Linked DNA regions of Mus musculus: all the other regions are linked to region 4. Evidence: chromatin contacts called from public ChIA-PET and HiChIP or PLAC-seq data. All regions are on one chromosome and are shown on one strand. The core of a region is the stretch at or near the end of the contact, and the rest is flanking DNA. Distances in the headings are between cores, read along the strand shown. Region 1 holds the start of Ube2v2 (ubiquitin-conjugating enzyme E2 variant 2). Region 2 has its middle 34 kb from the start of Ppm1f. Region 3 holds the start of Ypel1 (yippee like 1). Region 4 holds the start of Dnm1l (dynamin 1-like). Region 5 overlaps Ppm1f (protein phosphatase 1F (PP2C domain containing)).

The links. ChIA-PET counts read pairs in DNA pulled down with a chosen protein or histone mark. HiChIP or PLAC-seq counts read pairs in DNA pulled down with a chosen protein or histone mark.
Region 1: an RNA polymerase II ChIA-PET map of memory CD8 T cells shows a contact between it and region 4, with 8 read pairs. The contact joins the promoter of Ube2v2 here to the promoter of Dnm1l in region 4. A contact is called at or near these places in 1 of 484 Hi-C or Micro-C datasets (CD4 T cells) and 2 of 115 datasets of contacts at active chromatin or transcription factors (the 230-238 cell line and memory CD8 T cells).
Region 2: a contact with region 4 is called in an H3K4me3 HiChIP or PLAC-seq map of stem cell-derived neural progenitor cells, with 4 times the contacts expected there. The contact joins the enhancer-like site here to the promoter of Dnm1l in region 4. A contact is called at or near these places in 2 of 39 promoter capture datasets (cranial neural crest and embryonic stem cells) and 3 of 115 datasets of contacts at active chromatin or transcription factors (large pre-B cells, pro-B cells and stem cell-derived neural progenitor cells).
Region 3: a contact with region 4 is called in an H3K27ac HiChIP or PLAC-seq map of embryonic stem cells, with 3 times the contacts expected there. The contact joins the promoter of Ypel1 here to the promoter of Dnm1l in region 4. A contact is called at or near these places in 1 of 39 promoter capture datasets (the 3T3-L1 cell line), 3 of 115 datasets of contacts at active chromatin or transcription factors (embryonic stem cells and large pre-B cells) and 2 of 9 other capture datasets (embryonic stem cells and macrophages).
Region 5: a contact with region 4 is called in an H3K4me3 HiChIP or PLAC-seq map of forebrain, with 6 times the contacts expected there. The contact joins the enhancer-like site here to the promoter of Dnm1l in region 4. A contact is called at or near these places in 3 of 39 promoter capture datasets (the C10 cell line, cranial neural crest and stem cell-derived epiblast-like cells), 1 of 15 datasets of contacts at CTCF or cohesin (large pre-B cells), 6 of 115 datasets of contacts at active chromatin or transcription factors (bone marrow-derived dendritic cells, embryonic stem cells, forebrain and 3 more) and 1 of 9 other capture datasets (embryonic stem cells).

Annotation. Positions count from the first base shown.
Region 1 is chr16:15,593,195-15,595,917 of GRCm38.p6, reverse strand. It overlaps Ube2v2 (ubiquitin-conjugating enzyme E2 variant 2), which reads left to right and starts at 1,400. Exons shown (of 4, transcript NM_023585.4): 1 at 1,400-1,458. The coding sequence starts at 1,443.
Region 2 is chr16:16,929,483-16,932,182 of GRCm38.p6, reverse strand. It overlaps the pseudogene Gm46540. Among named protein-coding and RNA genes, the nearest start is that of Ppm1f, 34 kb to the right of the region's middle. Within about 2 kb of position 1,257, at least 35 of the 459 cell types and tissues checked have an H3K27ac peak or open chromatin away from gene starts, as enhancers often do. A contact at or near this core is called in stem cell-derived neural progenitor cells, where this site is marked.
Region 3 is chr16:17,068,881-17,071,580 of GRCm38.p6, reverse strand. It overlaps Ypel1 (yippee like 1), which reads right to left and starts at 1,442. Exons shown (of 5, transcript NM_023249.6): 1 at 1,218-1,442.
Region 4 is chr16:16,357,617-16,360,316 of GRCm38.p6, reverse strand. It overlaps Dnm1l (dynamin 1-like), which reads left to right and starts at 1,286. Exons shown (of 21, transcript NM_001360008.1): 1 at 1,286-1,553. The coding sequence starts at 1,452.
Region 5 is chr16:16,910,726-16,913,461 of GRCm38.p6, reverse strand. It overlaps Ppm1f (protein phosphatase 1F (PP2C domain containing)), which reads right to left. Exons shown (of 8, transcript NM_176833.4): 3 at 2,381-2,523. Among named protein-coding and RNA genes, the nearest start is that of Ppm1f, 16 kb to the right of the region's middle. Within about 2 kb of position 1,446, at least 162 of the 459 cell types and tissues checked have an H3K27ac peak or open chromatin away from gene starts, as enhancers often do. A contact at or near this core is called in embryonic stem cells, forebrain, pro-B cells and 2 more, where this site is marked.

The DNA.
Region 1 (2,723 bases), core at 151-2,650, 760 kb after region 4:
ATTTTTAAAGACTGGGAATTCTAAAGTTGTACTGTATTTAATATTTTAGTATTTATGACATCTTGGGCACAAACAAGAAAGGAATATTAACAATGATGCACTTGGAATGGACTTGTATTAGATAATCTTTGTTGTGAACTTGACACAAATGGAAAGAGGAAATCTCAATTTAAGACTTGCCTTAGTCAGAATAACCTGTGGGCATGTCTGAAAAGAAAAACCTGGGGGAACTTTCTTAGTCACTAATTGTTGTAGGAGAATCCAGTTGGGTATGGGTATACCATCTTTAGGTACATGGGCTTACTCCTCCAAATAAGGTAGGTGAACGTAAGATAGAAATGTAAAGGTCCATGATTCACCGAAGAATGACACCTGGGACTCAAATAGTATGTATACTCAGAGAGTGCTTTATTTTGCAGAAGTCCAGCGTGTTGGAGTCTCCCATTGCCAAAACAGAGAGACAACTAAGTGAGTGTGCATGCTTGCTTTAAAGCACATTGGAATTCTGGGGAAGATGAGTTTTATCTTACTCTATCTCTAGGCATCCTAGAACCATTATCGGGCATGAAGGCTGGAGCCTGGGTTTTTTTCTATTAGTAATTGACTTGCCTGGGCTTGCCTGGACTTTCCCAGTTCTTAGGCCCAGTCTCCTTAACTGTCAATTTGAAGTCTGTCATGGAGTCAGCCTAGCCTTCTCAGAAGCAAGGTGGTAAGCTGCTTTTCTCCATCCCTTTTTGCTTCACGGTTTTGCTTGAGTTTCTTCTGTGGCTTTCTTTACTGATGGACTTTTGGTTCTGGTGTCATCAGAGCAAAACTACAGCCTAAACGTAGCCTGCACTAACACAGCCCAACCTTTTGGAATAGTTTTTTTTTTTTTTCCCCAACACAATTGTGAATTCCCATGTTTTACCTTGATTATTAATAACAGGTTTGGTGTGATGTAACTTTGTTTTTCGAGACAGGGTTTCTCTTTATAGCTCTGGCTGTCCTGGAACTCACTTTGTAGACCAGGCTGGCCTCGAACTCAGAAATCCGCCTGCCTCTGCCTCCCGAGTGCTGGGATTAAAGGCGTGCGCCACCACGCCCGGCTCGTGATGTAACTGTTAGCGTTTGTTTAGACATTATTTCAATATTTAATAAGAGGAGTCATAGGGAAAATTTCCCTTGGACACACTGACACTATTGGAGATCTCAGATCTTTTAAAGACTTTTTAAGCTCATGCTGCCTTAGTCTCCCAACCCAGTTTTATGTGTGTGTTTTGATTAGGACAACCGATGAACCAACAGTTCCAGAGACCATCAGGGGCAAAGCTTGCCAGGAACAGGAACCTGATACAGTCCCCACTATCCCCACTATCGGTCCCTCTATGACGGAGAGCAACGCGCTGCCGGAAGTGACGTTGACGCCCTGCGTGCGGTGGTGCGTCTGGTAGCAGGAGAAGATGGCGGTCTCCACAGGTCGGTTCCTAGCCGGGTCTGCCGCGCTCCCGCTGCTTTCTGTCCGGCGGGCCGCGCGGGACTGCGGGTGCGCAGTGCGGAGGGCCCCGCGAGGGGCAGGGGGTGGGGCGGGCGGTAGGGAGGTCGGGACGCGCGTGTCAGAGCTCGCGGTGACGGGGAGCCTGCGCGCCCACCGCCCGCGGCGGCCCTGCGGGAGGACCGGCAGATCTGGGCGCCGCAGCGGAGCCGAGGGTGGAGTGCGCTGGAGCGGCCCGCGGTGGCGGTGGCATTGCCCATCAACGGGGCTACGGCGGAGAGGCATCCTGGATGGAGCCGGGGATCTAGGCTGGGAGTCCACCAGACAGACACGTGCGGGAGGATAGGACTAACCGGAGGGTGGCTGCTGTCTGGAATAAGAGGGCGACGATTTTACTTAGGTGGCCGAATGCGTGTTCTTCTTCTTCTTCTTCTTCTTTTTTTTTTTCAATTAAGTGAAAAACTACAGTACACTGAGCCAGACGAAAGCTAATTGCAGGACAGTTGGTACCTTAGATAGGTGTTCTACTCTTGTCTACAATGTTCGGTTGCCTTTGAGCAGAAACTTGAAATTTAAATGCCAACAGGGTTTAGAAATTTGGTGACAAAAAAAATTAAAACAGTTTAAAAGTGTTGAGTTTTAGCATTTAAAAATGATGATTCATAAGATTTATTTTTTTTTCTAGTTCTTATTGAATCTAGGTTGTAGAAATGGAAGAGGTTGAGTGCATGTTGTGATTGTTAACATTTCAAGGTAATGCCTTCATATACATTTTTCATATTGTTTAAATCTTACCTTTATGTGTATGAGTGCCATAGACAATAAAATCTTTAGCAGTTCTACCTCTGGAAAATACATCAGTGGTCAGATCAGAGCTGTCCAAGACCAAAGCTCATTTTAAAAGTGATCTTTTAATGTTATAACCCTTAATCTCTTTACTTCTTATTTGAAATATATGTGCTTATTAGTGCCATGTTTTTTAAAGAGTTGTGCTCACTACCTTAAAATTAAACTAATAAAATGGTGTATTGTAATATGAAAAATGTCAATTTGTGATTGCATTTGTTCTTTTTAAAAATATTTATTATATATATATGAGTACACTGTAGCTGTCTTCAGACACACTAGAAGAGGGCATTGGGTTCCATTACAGATGGCTGTGAGCCACCTTGTGATTGCTGGGGATTGAACTCAGGACCTCTGGGAGAGCAACCAGTGTTCTTAGCAGCTGAGCCATCTCTCCAGTCAG
Region 2 (2,700 bases), core at 8-2,507, 570 kb before region 4:
ATACTAAATGTGGATGGAAACTTAGAAGGGAGATAAAAGAAGGAAGCTTGCTTTTTGCCTGTCTGCCTTCATTCTTGCTGGCAAACTCATCTGTTCTGTTGCTGCAACTGCTGAACTCACTGATATCAGAACAAGCTTTTTAAGACTTCTAATGCAGACTGAAGACTGGTAGCTGTCAGCCTACCAACCCTCGGATGACAAACTACCAGATTCTTGACCATTTTTGGCGTGACATAGCCATTGTTGAACTACCTAGATTGCATGTTATACATTAGTCTAGTAAGTCTCTTTTTAATATATATCCAACCATTGCTTCTATTCTCCCAGAGAATTGTAATATAGCTGGGTAGCTGAAGGGCCCCAAGAATTCCTCCTGTCTGAGTCCCCATACACCATCAAGTCTGGCTTTTTAAAAACATAGCTTCTAGGGTCTGAACTCAATCCCTAGGCAAGGCAAACACTTTACCAAGGGAGCTATCTCCCTAGCCTCTTGTTTTGATTTTTTTGAGACAAGGTCTCCCAATATAGCCCAGGCTAAGCAGCTCTCTTTTTTGGCCTCCCAAGTGCTGGGGCCCATCTGAAGTCCTCTTTGACCTATCTTTGATTAGCTTAGAGCCCATCCAGGTCCCAGACAAGTTAATAAGGCTGAGATGTAGGACTCCAGTGTGGAGATCTGTGGTCAAATCAGATAACAGCTTGCTAATCAGGATTTCTGCCTCTTTTTCTGGCTCTGCTACATTCTAGACCCAGCCTGGGAGACCTGGTTTTCAGGTTCCCTTCCTCAGGAGGAAACTCTTGTTTGATGGACATAACGCCTCTCCCCTCCTCTCCCCAGCACACCATGGCCCCCACTCTTTCTATTAGCTTTAGCTTGTTTCCCTCCTGGTAGAGTCTAACACATACCCTGCTCTATCCTGGTAGCTCAGTCCTTTGGATGAATTGCCTCCACTACACCCATCTACCCGTCACACCTCACTTGTCCTTCTTGCCTCCCCCACTCCCATCTGGTGGCTCTGAGTGAGTGTGTCAAGCTACATGCAGTTGGAGGACAGGGGGAATGCAAACCACCATCTGGAGATTCAGATACACGAGTCGACTCATCAGGAACAGCAAGGCAGCATATACTTAAGGAGGTTCTGCCAGGGGCTCTGGAGGAGTTGTGTGGGTGTGGGGAGGGGAAGACAGATGGATGCGTGGGCAGCAGGGGCAGGGCCTGATCAGAAACCCCCAGATTTGCATGCTGGCACTATCTTCTTCTGGGCTTGTTGCCTAGTGGGCAGCTGTGTCCCCTGGGGGCAGGGAGTGCTGGGGACAGGGTAGGCATCAGCCCACTAGTCAGCGAAAAGATATTTGTAGGGGAGAGGAATGGTTTATAGGTTGTAGGGAGATGTGAGAGGGTGGGTTGTAGGAGGGTATGCATTGTGTACATGAGTGAAATTGTGAAAGGACAAATTAAAAAAAAAAAAAAACAGACTCTATTTGCCTCTTGCCTGGTTCTGCCACTCTGCAGCCCCGGAAACCCTGTCCCCACTGCCCCAGACCCAACAGCAGCAGGTTATGTTGCATCCCATAAAATATAGTCTAACAGCAATGGGATGGCCAGTCTGGGGGTGCTGGGGAAGGGCTAAGAGGAACACAGCAGACAAGGCTGGGGAACAGGAGAGGGGTCCCATAAGGCAGAGTAGACAGGGCCTGGGCTGAGCCTGTGCTTGGGAGGAAGGAGTGCAGCCGGGCTAGGATGGTAAGCCCTAGCAAGCCGAAGGCACACAGGCCTCTCCTAGTTCTCAGGATCAGTTAAGGATACTTAAAAAGCAGAAATGATGTTTATCAGAAGACTTCTTGACTTGACAGTTCACACAGTAACAGGGTTTCTTCTGGCATCTCACACATCCTTAGTTTTGGATGGCCCATCCTATCCTCACTAGCATTCTGAGGCTGTGCTTCATGCAGGCAGCTTCAATGCTCTCTGAGGCTCCCAAGGAAGCTCAGGAAGAGGCTGTTACCTGTTACTTCTCCCCCTGAACCCCTCCCCCTGTTTCATGAAGGAATCACAAACCAAATGATAGAAACTAGAGACTCTGAAAATTGCCCCTTCCTCGGGTTGAAGAATTGCCCATGTAGACTTTGCAGGCAATGTATCTTCCACTCTTGGTGAAGATTTGGTAGGTGGCTTTTTGTGGGACGCCCTGTTATCCCTTGGGAGTTGTGTGCCATGTCAGGATGATGTCTGCTACGTGGCTGGACTGAGACCCTCTCCTGCTGATTCTCAGTCATCTTGACTTGAAATGATGTATTAATCCTTAAGGGTACTGAGGCAGCTTTCAGTTGTCCTGAAGAGTGGTTTCTTGTGTACTGGGGGCTCCAGTCCACTTGACTCTGCATGTGCTTATTGCACTGAGACCTTTGGGAGCAAATTCCACTCTAACAGCTACTGGCTGTCTCCAAGGTGGGTGAGGGCACAGAAGTTGAGTCAGAAGTCACTGTGGAGGATGGAGGGCTGCAGGTCTAGAGTCCAATTCGGAGTTCAGTGGATCCAAGCTGATCTCTCTTAAAGGCCACTTGCTGTAATTGTTCTGAGGCAGGTCCCTCACCTGTTAAGGCAAGTCCTGAAGGACCAGTCTCCTTAGCCATAGGGCTCTATAGTTGCAGGCTTTTCATTACAACAGTGAGCCTTATCTAACAGGCTCCCCTCAGATGCTG
Region 3 (2,700 bases), core at 193-2,692, 710 kb before region 4:
ATTCAACTGTCTGTCTGTCTGTCTGTATGTATGTATGTATTTTTAGTGTTTCATATGGGCCAGCCCCTGGGCTGCTATATATCTGTGGTAAGTCAAGATTTTGGTCTAATCCCTAAGAAGACATGCTAACCACATAGTCCCTTGGCTAGGAACACATAGACCTAGGGATCCTGGTAGCAAAACTCTTCAAATACAGCACCCCTGACTTTTTTAAGAGCCCACAGTATGGCTGGAGAGATGGGCTGACATCCTTTAGCACCTGCTGCTCTTGTGGAGGATCCATAACTTCGGCTCTAGGGGATCCGATGCCCTCTTCTGGCTTCTCTAGATACCAGGCACACACACGGTGAATATACATGTGTGTGTGTGTTTATTTATTTGTACCCCACCATACACATGCACACAGACACCCACTGGACCAGCCCCTAGGGGAGAGGGAGACGGGTACTCAGCAAACATTTGTTAACACATCTACCAGAACACAGCAGAGGTAAAGGGCCCTGGGTGATGGGTGAGGGTGGCTTACTCAGAGGGGCCTGGAGAAGTTCCCCAGAGGAGGTGAGCCTGGTCTTGGAACTTCAGCGGAGCGAGGAGGAGTATGGTCAATTCTTTGACAAGATACATTAGTTAAGGTGAATACATTGTGGATACTTATAAGGCAACTGAATTAGAAAGACCTTGGGCTGAAAAATGATGTTTTCAACGTCTATTATCTATCCAAAACAGAATTCTGCCGGCTTTCTATCCTGGAGCTCAGTACACGATCGAAGATGACCATTTGTGCAGTTATTGAGTAGAGAATATCTTATTTAGTTGCTACTGTTAGCAATTTACATTGATAAAGCCTAGAGCCACAAGTGGTAAACAATGAGGACAATTCCCTTTAGTTATTATTGTACAGGCAACTTGAAAATGCCACCCCATAATATTCTTTTATTGGAGGTATCTTCTGTATTTATTTCTTTCCCCATTTTTTAAGGTAGGGGAAAAAACAATGGGGGGGGGGGGGCGAAGAAAAAAGAAAGAAAGAAAGACCGGGATTTTGCGTTGTCTTCTAATGACCCAAATACCAACAGTTCGGAACATCAGAACAAAAAGTCAACGCATCCTCCGCACTCCCGCCCGGCCCGCCCGCGCCCAACAGGTGCTTCCCCGCCTCCCGGAGCCGGAGATCCTCAGGTCTCCGCAGAGAACCCCTGAGGCCCGCCCGTACTCACGGCCGCTCCGCGGTCCGCTGCGCCCATCCGGCCCAGGCTCGGTCGGCGCGAGCTCGGTTTTCAGGCGGTCCCGGTGTGACCCGGGACGCGCTCCGGCCGTTGGCGCCCACTCCGGGCGCGAGGCATCCTCCTGCCGCCGCCTCGCGGGCCGCCTGCCCTTTGTTTTGGACCCGTAGCCCAGCCCAGCCGCCATAAACGGCCTCGGAACGTGGCGATGCCCAATCAGTGTCCGAGCCCCGCCCTCGCGTTCCCGCCGCTCCGCCCCTCCACGCTCCCCGCCCCTCGCCCTGCCCCACGCGTCCACCCGCGCCCCGCTGCGCTCGGGGGACTGGGCTGGAACGTGTCCGGGTGGAGCTCGCCAGGAGTCCGGTGGGCTGGCCTGACGAGGAACCCAGGCGAACCGGCAGGTCGCGGGGCCGGTGGGGAGGTAGGGTCCTGGAAGGCCAAAGGACCGAGATTTTCCACAGGTTTGCGCCTCAGGCTGCAGGCAGGAGGACCTCTGCAGCTGGGTCCCTAGAGCGCAAGCTTCTTCCCTCTCTCCATACTGACCACCCTTTCTCCACTCTCCAAGTCGCCATCCAAGAGCCTCCAGGTCTGCGTGGACTTGAATTATGGAACCCCAGATTAGATTTCCTACCCACAAAACACAGGCAGTATCACCCAGTCTCCATGCCCACATCTGCGCTTCTTCTGTTATTTTTTTCTTAGTCTCTTTAGATCGATTTTTCAAAGCACACTGCTGAGGGTGAATGTACACATTGCAGGACGTATTTGCGCCCTCTAGAGTGTGCTTGTTAGGATTTATTGTATTGAGGATACCCCTAATTGATTAGATTGTGGGCCCTTTGAGTTGCCATTTACTTAGTGAGTCTCCCAAGTGACTGATTACTCTATTTTTGTATTCGTCCTAGCTAGGGAGTCTCATGTTTTTTTGGCTTTTAGAATATGATCTCTGTAATTCTGTAATTCAAGCTGGCCTCAACTATGTAGCTCAAACATGATCTTGAACTTTATATTTTAAGCTTATTGTGTGAATAAGCACATGCCTGTGCACCAGAGGTTAGCTCTGCTTCTCACCTACCATATTGATCCTGGATTTGAACTCAGGTCAGCAGGCTTGATAGCGGCACCCTCACTCACTGAACCATCTGGCTGACTCTTCTATTTTTAAAGAATTTAAGCGGGAGAGATGGCTCAGCAGTTAATAGCACTGACTGCTCTTCCAGAGGTCCTGATTTCAACTCCCAGCAACCACATGGATTGCTCACAACCATCTGTAACGGGATCTGATGCCCTCTTCTGGTGTGTCTGAAGACAGCGACAGTGTATTCACATACATGAAATAAATAAATCTTTTAAAAAATGTGTTTTTTTTAATAGCTTAGAAAATAGTAGGTTTATATACGGCATTTTCCTATTTCCTTAGCATTGGTTAGGCCTCCTCCAGCCTTCCTTTCCTACCCATCCCACTTCTAACACCTAC
Region 4 (2,700 bases), core at 37-2,536:
GTCTTTCATTTATGTGTTTTTCAAAACTTATTAACCAGCCACCATCTGTGTTCTGAACAGTAAAGCCTGTCTCCTATGGCATATGTTGCAGGTGAATGGTAAGTAACCCCTCCAGTTATACAATCCACAACTTTGTGACTATGAGTGCTCATGGCTATCATGAATAGATAGCAACAAGTTTTGCTTGGCTTTTCACTCCTCTCAGGCTGGGGAGTTTGTGGCTCTGAGTTACTGTTTTATTTATGTTTAACAGTCTTAAAATCCAGTATATTGTGATTATTTTGGTACCCTCATTACCCTCTGATATTCCCCCTTCCTTTCTAGGACTCCTTCTTCCCACCTATTAGTCCTAGTGGGTATACTAATAGAAAAAGCTAATCCCCAACTCCAGCAAACATTCACAGTTACTGCTCCTTTAGAAAGAATGGAGCTTCATGGGCACCTCCTGTTTCTATGATAGATAGCTGGAGGGCCCAATCTTGTGCAGGTATATAGTGCTATGTATTCAGGCTACAACTACAGCTTTGTAAGTAGATGACAGCTGCTCAATCCTTGGTTTCTTATATTCTTTCTGCCTTCATTTCTGCATTGTACCTTAAGTCGTAGTTGGTGTGTGTGATACGAATGTCTAGTTCTAAGGGCTTATCATTCACTCTCAGAACTTTGACCAGATAAACTCTCTTGGTGGGTAGGCTGGAGCGGTAGAAATGTCTGGAGACATTCTTTTAAGTTTTCCTATAGTTTCCTTGATTGCTCTTCATAAAGTAGTACTTCTCATAAGGAAATGACATTGGTTAATTAATAGACTCTATCCCTATTTTGGAAGGGGGGGGGGGTTCGAGACAGGGTTTCTCTGTGTAGCCCTGGCTGTCCTGGAACTCATTCTGTAGACCAGGCTAGCCTCGAACTCAGAAATTCGCCTGCCTCTGCCTCCCAAGTGCTGGGATAAAGGCATGCGCCATCACTGCCCGGCGACTCTATCCCTTCTTATAAACACAGGATTTCACTATGTAGTACAGACCTTGTTAACCTTTTGTCTAAGTCTTCCATGGTTGTCCATAAAATTGGTGTGTCCCAACTCCTGGAGGCATACTCATACATAACACTCTAACAATCATTATTCATCTAGCTGTTAGCTAGCATTTTGACTATAGTAGACTCAGATTCACGGTCTCAGCTTCCTTACCCGCCCAGTTCAGGTCGATACCTGAAACCTTCTAGAATAGGCCTTCGCGTTCCACTCAGCCTGAACTACATCTCCCGGCAGCCTTTGCGCGCCCACCTCTGTCGTGGCGCGTGGCCTGCCGGGAGCGGGCTGGGTGCTGGCCCGGCCCAATGGGTGCGGGCTCCCGAGGAAAGGGCGGAGGAGAAGAGGAAGCAAGCGGGCTGTGGGTCGAGTCCCCATTCATTGCAGTGGCCTGCTGGGTTGGGGGTCCAGTGTTTCGGGGGTCATGGAGGCGCTGATCCCGGTCATCAATAAGCTGCAGGACGTCTTCAACACAGTGGGTGCGGACATCATCCAGCTGCCTCAGATCGTCGTAGTGGGAACGCAGGTAAGATGAGGCCGCGATTGCGAGGCCTGGCTCGGCCGCAGGCCTGCAGGTGTCGCCAGGAGGAGGCCGGCAGCTCGGCGCTCCGCTCTGCTCCCGGGCGCTCAGCGGGACTGAGTGGCCCTGCAGCCTACAGCCCGGCGCGGCTTGGCCCAAGGGCACTCGGGGGACGCGCGGGCGGGCGTGTGGGCGGCTGTCGCTTCCTTCCGGCCGCTGAGGACGCGACGGACTCAGGAGTTGCTGTGAGCAGACAGGCAGCAAGCTAGTGGTGAGTCGGTGGCCCACGGAGCTATTACAAAGTAAAAATAAGATTAAAAGAAAATCCCGGGTGTAGTTGGAGGCCTAAAGTTAGGAAGGAGCACCATGACTTTGGTGTTTGTAATTTTGTTACTGTGACCCAAATTTGGTATAAGGTTCTCAGGCCTTATGTGGGGTATTGGCGATAAGTCCAAATTTTGTATGAAAGAATGTTGAATAGATATCTAGAATAGCAGAGATATGTGAGTTTCATTTTTTAAAAAAATGCCTGCTTTGAACTGAAGAGGAGCAACAGAACTTTAGGGGAGGAGGGCGTTTTTTGTTGGTTTTGTTTGTTTTAATGTTTGTGAGTACGCCGTCGCTGTCTTCAGACACACCAAAAGAGGGCATCAGATCCCATTATGGATGGTTGTGAGCCACCATGCCACCATGTGGTTGCTGGGAATTGACTTCTGGAAGACCATTCAGTGCCTCTATCCTCCTGGGGAGAATTGTTTTGTTTTGTTTTTGTTTTTGTTTTTTTTTGGGGGGGGGGCGTCGAGACAGGGTTTCTCTGTATAGCCCTGGCTGTCCTGGAACTCACTTTGGCCAGGCTGGCCTCGAACTCAGAAATCCGCCTGCCTCAACCTCCCGAGTGCAGGGATTAAAGGCGTGTGCCACTACACCTGGCGAGAATTGTTTTTGAGATGAGCCCTACTCTGTACTTCAAGCTGGCTAAGAATTTACCTTGTTACCTGAATTGGCTGAAACTCATAGCACTCCCCCTGCTTCAGCTCCCTTGACTGAAAAACTACCATGCCCAGAATTTTTTTTTTTTTTAATTTTTATGATGTGAGTGTTTTCCCTGGTGCTGGTTAGAAGAAAGTATATGATCCCCGAAACTGGAGTTACA
Region 5 (2,736 bases), core at 197-2,696, 550 kb before region 4:
GGAAGACACTAACCCCAACTGTCGGCCGTGCGATTCCAGTGATAGGCCTTTTTGAAATGATGAAAACTAGTCACCGTTGGGAGTTAAGGACTGGCTACAGCAGGGAAGGAGAGTTAGTGGCCTGTGGAAGGTTACATGTAGAATCCTTGCAATAAGGAAGCTGGCTTGTGTCTGACCATATTCAGATCTTGTGTGTGACATACTGTTATAGTTTTCTATGATGTTCCTAGGAGGAAAACGGGGTCGTGTATATATAGTCGGGATATCTCTGTTATTTCTCATAATTCACTGCATGCATACTTATTATTTCAAAATAATGTACATGTACATGTAAAAGGTAGAAAAAACTAGAACATCAATAACAAAAGTCCCACCCCAATTTCCCAACCCCCAACCAGAGGGTTCAAGTATCAAAGGCCACAGCAGAGGAACAAGGAGAACTGGGAGAAGTGTGCTTAGTCAGAAGTATGGCCATGGAAGAAACGGGAGGAGTGGAAGAGGCTGGAGGGAGGCATGGGAGGAAAGCAATGAGCAGGGAGAAGGGTAAGTCTAACAAGCCTGCTTGGGGGCAGGCCATCTAGTCTGCTGCAGCCATCATGCTGGGGACTATTAGCAGCAGCTGTGGGAGTGGAGGCTGAGGAGCTGGAGAACTGACTTTGTTAGGCCCAGCCTAGGGACCACAGCTCTAAATGGGACCCTGAAGAACTCAAGTTTCCTGTGTCTAAGCCCATCCCTAACCACATTACTTCTCATGTCTTTCATTTCCTCCTCTGTACACAGGTAGACTCCATGACTACCTGGAGAGCTGTTGTGGTCTCCTTGCTCCTGGAGACTGCTGGTATGGAGGGAACGTTGAGCAAGGCTGGGCCTCTAGGCCTGGGCTGTCTCTTTTTAGCCTTTGGTTACACTGCTATTTCCAGCAATAGGTTTAGACTTGAATTTTGCTCAAGAGGAAGAATGGGCAATTAAAAATGAAGATGGCAAGCCCTACGGTAATGCTCAGCCTCAGGCTCTTGGAGTCCTACCCTGATTTTCTGGCCAAGGGCTATAGTCTTGAGCCTTAGGAACTGCCCGGGAGGTCTATCTTCACAACAATCACAGGGAAGTGCTGGTAGGTGGGCATGGAGGTGCCTTAGTCACATTTCTGCCTGGGGCAATAAGCCTCAAAGAATGTGCTGAGACAGCTGGCAAGAACAGCGTGCCAACAACAGACTTGCAACAGTGCGCAAGGCTACAAGCCTAGGCTTGCATGGCAGCTCTGGGACAGGCAGGGAAGGCGGGGAAGGCACATCCCTTCTCCAGACGCCTGGGTTTAAGGCCTGGTTTGCCGGCTGCAATTCTCCTTCCCACCAGCAGGTGATACTGTCTCCTAGCTGGAGGGGTAAGGATGGGCCTTGGCGGCAGCTGCTGCCAGACTGGATTGTCTGCTGGCTTTATAGAGAACAATGGCCGCCTGTCTTTATGGATAGTTGTCTCCTAGGCAGGGGGCAAGGCCATGCTGGCTTGAAGGCTGGCAGGGAGCTGCGGAAGGGGCCAGAAATGGGGGGTGAGGAGAGTGGCTGGTAGGCGCAAGTGCTAAGGCTGAAGTAGGTTTCTTTTTTCTCCTACAGTGTTCTTTGTCCTTCTACACATGGCCTAAAGCTGGGCAAAGAGAGGCTCCCTCTACTGCCTGGAAACTCGGCCCACATCCTGTGTGCATACCTGCAGCCACCACTTCCCTCCTAATACTTCTGGTACTGCAGCAAAATAGGAGGAAAGAGAGTCATGCAGAAAAAGAGCCTGGATTTTATAAACAAACGCTCTGTCAAGTGGTCTTGGGGCCTCTTGGCGTTTGCTCCCCGTTCTGTTCCTGGGTTCCTTTGGTTTGGTGTACCACTGTAGGGCTCAACTCACTGATGGCTGTAGCCAGTGGACACGAAATGTCCATCTTCGTCACCTCATGATTGGGATCACTGACATCTAATGATCCCAACTAAGGTAAGTCAAGGCAGGGGACCTAGACAACAGTTGCCCCCTCCCCGAGGTGGATGTGCCACTCTGCTAAGGGCCTCGTGTTAGCCAAGGGGGACAGTGAGTACAGGTGAGGTTGGCTGTGTGGCTGTGAACCAACACCTTGCACTTCTCGTGTGTAAGGCAGGACAGGCACCACTCATTTCTATGTGCTCTGAAGCACCATCAAGACAGCACAAAGGTGGGCCACCGTCTCACTGGCCGCCTTTGACCCACGTGCTGCTCAGTCCATTGCAGGTTTTCTATGCCACATCGTGCTCTTGCTGAACTCCAACACTGCTGTCCTGATGGCACGCTGGCACTGACCTTTAGTGTCAATCTGAGTTTGTCACTTGTTAAACAATCCCAGAGCCATATGAGTGGAACTTACAGGTCACGAGGGCTTTCTCTTCTTCCTCCTCTTCCTCCTCCTCCTCTTGTTCAGGCAACCTCTTAAATTCAGAAAGGTCTGTCTGCAGCAGCTGGGAAATTGCCTCGTGGGTCACAGCCACAGCAAACGATGGGGGAGCGTTCCTAGGAAGAAGATGTGAGAGGCGGGGCTGGAGCAGCTCCTGGCATCCTCCACCTTGAAGATGGAGATGATGGCTCATACCTTCCTCTTGGTGTCATCACAAGCAGGTGATCTCTGTCTTCAGGGACCCGGAATGGATATTTACACAACACCAGGGGCACGGCATTTGCTGGGATGTGTTGGAAAGGTATCCTTGAAGCTTGGATCCCTGATGC